Linked DNA regions of Rattus norvegicus: region 1 is linked to region 2. Evidence: chromatin contacts called from public Hi-C data. All regions are on one chromosome and are shown on one strand. The core of a region is the stretch at or near the end of the contact, and the rest is flanking DNA. Distances in the headings are between cores, read along the strand shown. Region 1 holds the start of Pot1 (protection of telomeres 1). Region 2 holds the start of Wasl (WASP like actin nucleation promoting factor).

The links. A called contact is a pair of places that touch in the nucleus more often than the background predicts.
Region 1: a contact with region 2 is called in a Hi-C map of frontal cortex, with 4 times the contacts expected there. The contact joins the promoter of Pot1 here to the promoter of Wasl in region 2. A contact is called at or near these places in 2 of 12 Hi-C or Micro-C datasets (frontal cortex and psoas muscle).

Annotation. Positions count from the first base shown.
Region 1 is chr4:55,226,530-55,230,015 of GRCr8, forward strand. Pot1 (protection of telomeres 1) reads right to left here and starts at 2,014. Exons shown (of 17, transcript NM_001395152.1): 1 at 1,972-2,014. LOC120102246 (a long non-coding RNA gene) reads left to right here and starts at 2,050. Exons shown (of 2, transcript XR_005503489.2): 1 at 2,050-2,788.
Region 2 is chr4:54,096,223-54,099,512 of GRCr8, forward strand. It overlaps Wasl (WASP like actin nucleation promoting factor), which reads right to left and starts at 1,348. Exons shown (of 11, transcript NM_001110365.1): 1 at 876-1,348. The coding sequence starts at 983.

The DNA.
Region 1 (3,486 bases), core at 764-3,263, 1.1 Mb after region 2:
GGAAATACAGGACAATAAACTTCCAGAGAGCTGAGTGAAAGAAGAAAGACATGCACTTGCTTGTCCAAAGCAAATGACAGATACTGTCTAACATTTGTGAGAAAATTTATCAGACATTTTTAACGGACTGTTAAGGCCAACAATGGGCTTTGCAATTGTACAGGATACTTAGGAACACCAAGGGAATCGGTCATTTACAAGTTCTTTACAGACATGAAAAGGTTAAGTCCAAGAGGCAGAGAAAGGCAAGGCAGAAATGCAGGAACCTTGGATGACTCTTTCCCCCTCTCCTTTCATCAGAGCCTAACAACATGAGGAGTTGAGTAAAAAGCCTGTGAGCTTGGTGGAAATTCACTGTGGCTGGCACAGGGACCAACAACAAACCAAACTAAGCAAACAAACCAAAAACCATTCAATTTCTATTTGGAACACACAAGAGTAAGTCAAAAATCTAATGTTTGGGGCAAGGTAAGATGCCTCTAGACTGAGACCTCTCTAATATCAAAACCTAAACTCTGGGCACAAGACTGTGTCTCTGCTCCTTTTACTCAGCATAGATGGGAATTTAAAAGTTAGTTTCCTGACCTCATTGCTTCTCTGTTCTAATTATTCTGGACTTTATCTCATCAAGTCTGAAACAAACTGTGTAGATTCAAATGTCATCTCCACCATCTGTTAACTATCTGATCTCAAGAAAATTACTTAACCTTTCTGAAATACGGCACCCTTTTCTACATAGGTAAGATATAAAGCATCAATGTCACAAGTCTTTGCGATAATGAAACGAATTAACATACACAAGACACCAAAATGCCACACCACAGAAAAAAAAACCTAAGTTGTACTGTTCATTAGCTTTAAGTTACTATTTTTTCCTAACCCTTTTACCACTAATTCAAATCACTATCAGCACTTATGTTCATTGCTGTCGTTGCCTAACTGGATTTTCTCCCTTTAAGCTTTCTATATCTTATATATTCCTTGTACAGGAGGCAGAGTGGCTATGTCTTTCTCCTGCCAACACCTAGTATGAAACTAACTGAATCTTACTATTACATACAAATTCTTCTGCATACATGACTACTCATACGCAAAAGGAAGAGGAAGGTTAAGTAAAATACATCATCACCCCGAAAGTCCCAGTTTTACTTTCTTAATCTAACATATCAAACCAAAAAGTTATCTCATGTTCACATAACATACTGCTGCACATTATTAATTAGAATTAGAGATCACCTTTAGTTAGGTCAGATATATTTATCTTGGACCTCAGAAACATATCCCACTGTATCATAAAATGTTTGTTAAGTGCCTGCTGGAAAATTATAACATTGATATATTCCGTCTCAGTTGTAACTATAAAAAGAAAAAAAAAAAAAACTCTCACCAAGATTCAGTATATAAAATATGGGTATTCCTCCAGGAGGAAAATGTTTTCTGAGTTAACAACCTTCTTAGCTGGAAGCTTTTATATTCAAAACTAGCTTCTAAAAGCTAGCTTTTATATCTGTTATAATTTCTCCAATTTCACCTTGATATTTTAAAATGCTGGACATGGGAGGTGGGTAAGTACGGGTTTTATTCTTTAACTCCTTTGTCAATTAAAATACTGTGTAAGCACACTGCACCAAAAGCTTCCTGATTCCAGTATTTGCTGCCTCCTCCCTCAAAACTCGTAAATAACGTAAGAGAAACTGCATTTGCTGCTAATCTATGAAGTCTAGGTTGAATCTTTCTTCTCAAACTTCTTGCCTGGGATACTCAATAGCGTCACTACGAAGCATGAGGGCGTTCTTGGATCTATTCACGTCTCGCTCCGATAGTGTTCGGCCAACACTAACAGTACGTAATAGAGTTCCTGCAAAACTGGGCCATATTTTGCAATGAACTAAAGAGTCCCCGTAATATTTATCCAGGGCCGGGCCCGCCGAGTCCCCACCATGAAATCCAAACCTCCTCAGGCTCACTCACCAGCAAGACCCGCGGACAACTAAGGTCTGCATTGACGCGCCCATGACGTCATGCGCGCGCGCGGGCTCGAGCCGCTGAGCACACGCATGCGTACTCCACTAGAATTGCACAGCGGTTTGCTGAGGTCTCCCGGGTAAACACCTAGAAGAGGAGGAGCGCGGAGCCGCAGCAAGCTGCTGGCCCCTCCTCTCCCAGCTTCACGCGGATTTCCTGTCCCTCAAAGGAGACAACCCCTAGCCTGCAGGGGGAGCCAGACCAGCTCCTAAAATGGCTAAATCGTGGACTGGTGATGTTGCTTAGCCAGGAAATGCTAGTCTTACAACCCAAAATATAATTCTTAAATACTATACCCAGTAGGAACTCTATTCCAAACCAGACATTGGATCCGGATTCCATTCTGTCGACTAGAAGCCCTCGAAGCTAAAGCTTTTATTTACCTTTTAAGTTAAACATTCAAATGCAGCTTTTCCAAGGCTGTAAATACATGGTGGTAATGATGTTATTTGTTTTATAGCAGTTTGGTGACATTTGTGCTGTTTTCAGCTATTTAAGCTGAAGAACCTTGCCATTATTTTCTAAAGCTTCCTTTTCATTCCCCACCCCTGTGTTCATAAAAGATAAGTGAACCAGGAATATCAACTAAAGTGGAATTAAAGGGCTGTCCATTAGAAGAGCATAATAAGGCCCAGACCTATACTGTTAGTCACCTCAGCCAGTTGTGAAATACTATTTATCTCTTAAGTTTAGTCCAGTGTATGGATTTTGGTCCGTGCACTTTGGCCGAAAGCAGGGAACCAGAAGATTCTCCTAACTCCAGGTAAGGGCCTAAAGGCAGCATCTTTGACAAGCAGGACATCAGAAAAAATTAACAAGAACCAGCAACCAAACGGGTGACATACCAGTTATGACTGGTTATAGTTTCATTATAATAACAGGTTAACATTCTTCAGGAGTGGGAGGGACATATATATATATGTATATATATATATATATATATATATATATATATATATATGTGTGTGTGTGTGTGTGTGTGCATATATATATATATATATATATATATATATATATATATATATATTTCGAAGCTTAAGTGGCTTGTGAACAAAGTCCCCCTTTCCTGGAAAAAGCGAACCTTTTTCTGAAGGAGAAATGCACTGTCGTTGTTTTATGAATTCCTACTCTGTTGAGTAAGCTGCTGTACTTGTTCTCTGCGCAAAGCTTTGCATTTGCTTCAGAACTAATTCTCCCATCAATTTGTATCTAACATCAAAGCCTCTACCCAGTTGACAACACCCTCACTTCCACAACAGTAAAATTATGTATATCCTCCTAGCAGATATTCATGTTTTCCTCATTGCCTTCCCACAGTGTTTAAATACATCTTTCTACATTGAAGTGTACTAGGAGCAGGGTTAGCTGTTCTGTTTTAGAACCAAGACTGCTATACAATGGCTGGTAGCTTTAGGATCTAAATATTCATTGGATGAACAATACTCTGGGGGAAAAAATGTT
Region 2 (3,290 bases), core at 98-2,597:
CTCGCTCCCAATCCGCCATCTGGGCTTGGGATGGGCCTCACAGCACCAAACTCAGAACCACTTTTGATCCCAAAGGCCATTAGAATCTGCCGCTTCCCTAAGCATGGCTTCGGAGAAAGCAGCAGCAGCAGCAGCAGCAGCAGCAGCAGCAGCAGCACCACCACCACCACCACCACCACCGCAATGGAGAAAAGAAAAAGAAAAAACAAAACAAAACAAAACAGTGGGGCGGAGAGTAGAAACTAGGCCTAGTTTCTGCTGGAGAAATAAACCCCGTTTTTTTTTGTTTTTTTGTTTTTTTTTTTTTGCATGGGGAGCAGGCGCATTTCCTGCCCTTGCTCTGATCCGAAGTGTCCATGAACCTTCACTCTACTTTATCTTCTACTGGAATCCTAAGGGGGACGGAAAATCCGTTTTGCTTCTTTTCCCATCTATTCACTCCCAAAACCTCTAGCATTGTTAAGGAAGATAACCCAGATCCAGAAGTAGGAAGTGAAGCAAGGGCCAATGCTGGGATTCTGTTGTGAGATTAAGCAGCTGATGCACGAAGAAAATCCCCTTGTGGTCCAGAGTAAAGTTTGAACCTGCAGCAAGGGCATGGACCCGGCCCGGCCGACCAGGGCTTCTGGGCAGGCCTACGGAGGTGACACTCCCTTGTTTTCCAGCAGCTGGGGGAAGCGACTCCCAGCCTGGACAGGCCTGCTCCCGGGACGCAGGGTGAGGGGAGCACCAGGGCCCGGGAGGCTGGAGGCCTGGCCCCCAGTAGCACTCCAGCGGTGCCGAGCCCGCCCCCTTCTCTATCCTATTCTTGAGTACCCCAGCCCGAACCCGCCAAGGAGACATTGGGGATGGCGACAGGGGTCTCGGTCACTGACCACACATTTCTTGCCGAGGAAGGAGAAAAGAGACTCGTTTTCTTGCGGGGTGAGCAGCAGGGAGCCCACGTTGGTGACCCTCCGCGGGGGCTGCTGGCCCGAGCTCATGGTGTCGCCGGTGGGGTGGAGTGTCCAGGGCCGTCTCTTCTGGTGGTGGGCGAGCACTCGGTCCCACTCCGGGTGACAGGGGCGCGAGCCGGCAGTTACAGACGCAGCATCCCGTCGCTCCTCCGGCGCGCGGAGGCCGAGGGAAGGAGCTGACGGCGGGCGCCTTCAGGCCGCGCGCCGACAGGGAAGCTCCGGACTCCCGCCCTACTTGGCTCGGGCCGGATGGTCGTTGTCCTCGCACTCCAGCGGCTGCGCTAAACTCCTTACTCCTCCAGTCCTCTGGCGGCGGCAGCGGCGGCGGCGGCGGCGGCAGTAGCCGCACAATCCAACATGGCAGCAGGGGCGGGCGAGACCACGGGACGCGGGACGCGGGGGAGCGCGCCGGAAACTCGGCACGGCCGAACACCCCCTCGCTTGCTGCGCGCCGGGGCGTGTCCGCGCCAGGCCACGCCCCCTTCCGGGAGCGACAAGGCTCAGCAGGGTTGAGGTCTTATTACTGCCTAGTTTCCCCCGCCCCCCGTGACCACCTCGCGCGTGCGCAGACTCAGACCGAGGCCGGACTGGAGGGGCTCTGGCATCACTGAGCGGGTTGCGTCTTGTAGCACCGCTCTGCTTTGCGGAGCGTCCACTTCGCGCGGTGTTTGTCAGGCTCCGAAGTGGGACTCTCAGGCCGCCTGTGAGGAAGGTCTAGGTTAGCTGGAGAGAAAGGTCGGCCGGCGTGGTTTCGGTCAGAGCTGCAGGTGCCTCTGGTTTCTCGAACTTAGTACTGGCCGCCACCGGGGCAGGGAGGGACAGGCTTTTGCCGAGATCAGAAAAGACATCTTCATAGATGTCGGAAACAGACTCACAAAATACATCCACCGCCCTTCTGGCGGATCTCGTAGGATAGGTTTGTGTAGTATTTACGCTCCGATGATCCTGAATACCATTTTTTTTTCTTGCCTTGTGAATTGGAAACCATCCCTCTCCATCTTTCTCTATCAAATTCGAAACACCTTGTTGTTTCTTTAATTCAAGATGAAACACGCGTTTGTGAATGTCGTAATGGAATATACCTTACTTTTTTCCCCCCTTATGAGTTAATTTCGTGGTTCTGTAGCATAGGTGCTGGGACCTAGGGCCTGGTGCGTTCTCAGCCAGCTGAGCTATATTCTCAGCACAAGTAAATAATGGGACTTCGTTGTGTCTCATAATATTAAGGGTTAATCTAAAATAATACGGTTGAATGGAAAATGTTTTCTTATCCAAAAACAGGCTGTGGTTGGCTCAAGGTTAAAGTTGCAGTTAGACCGTTTAAAGGCATTCAGGAATTGCTTCTCTGTGTCAGGTTCCTCATCTGTAAAATGAAATCACTGTTTCACGGAGGTAGTATAGTAGAAGTTGGGACAGTTAGACTACTTTAAAAATGTAGAGAGAAAACCATGTACTTGATACATAGTGAGTACCCAAGTCCTGTCTCAAATTTCACCATCTTTGCTTGTGGTCTGTTACATATTTCTTCGTCTAGAGGATCAAGTACTGAAGTATGTATTTTTACATTCATTTTTATATAAGCCTTTTAAAAAAAACTTTTAATTCACAGCCTTACACAATTCTCAAATCTATGTCAGTGAGTTTGGAACATATTCTCTTTCTTAGTGATCAGGCTACAGATTTTGCCAAACAGATTGTTTTAGTCCATTATGCTAAAATACCCAAACTGCCATTATAATTCTAGACAGGCCTGTTAATTAGTAAAACCCAAGAAGCTAGCTAGGACCTAGGCCAGGGAATGCCTGCCTAATGTGTGTAAGGTCCTTGGTTCTACACACACACACACACACACACACACACACACACACACACACACACAACCACAAACAATCCCAAAAAAAAAAAAAAGCAATTAAAACTATTTTGAGACTGTGTGTGCAAGGGAGGTTACATAGGAGGGGCTGGAGGGAGGATACCTGGGTGGGGCTGGAGGGGGGAGGGGAAAGTGATGTCATTCTATTTTCATTTTAAAATGTACACAGAATTAGAATGAACATTTTTTTTTAAACTAAAAATACCAGCTCTCCTAGACCACAGACTGCTTTGAAGACAGATGTGAGAGAAAGTTGTGAAAAGAAAAGCTGTGGGCTGGTGTGTGCTTCAGAACCTGTTAGGAAAGACCTATGGAGTTCCAGTCATTTCACACACACTCCCCAGCCCGTGCTTCCTTGAATTGTCTGCTTTTTCCCTTCTCACGAAATCTTTAGGACTTACTTAAGTACAGCTTTCATTCACTGCTGCCTGGTTTCTTCAGACTTGGAGATTAAAAATTGT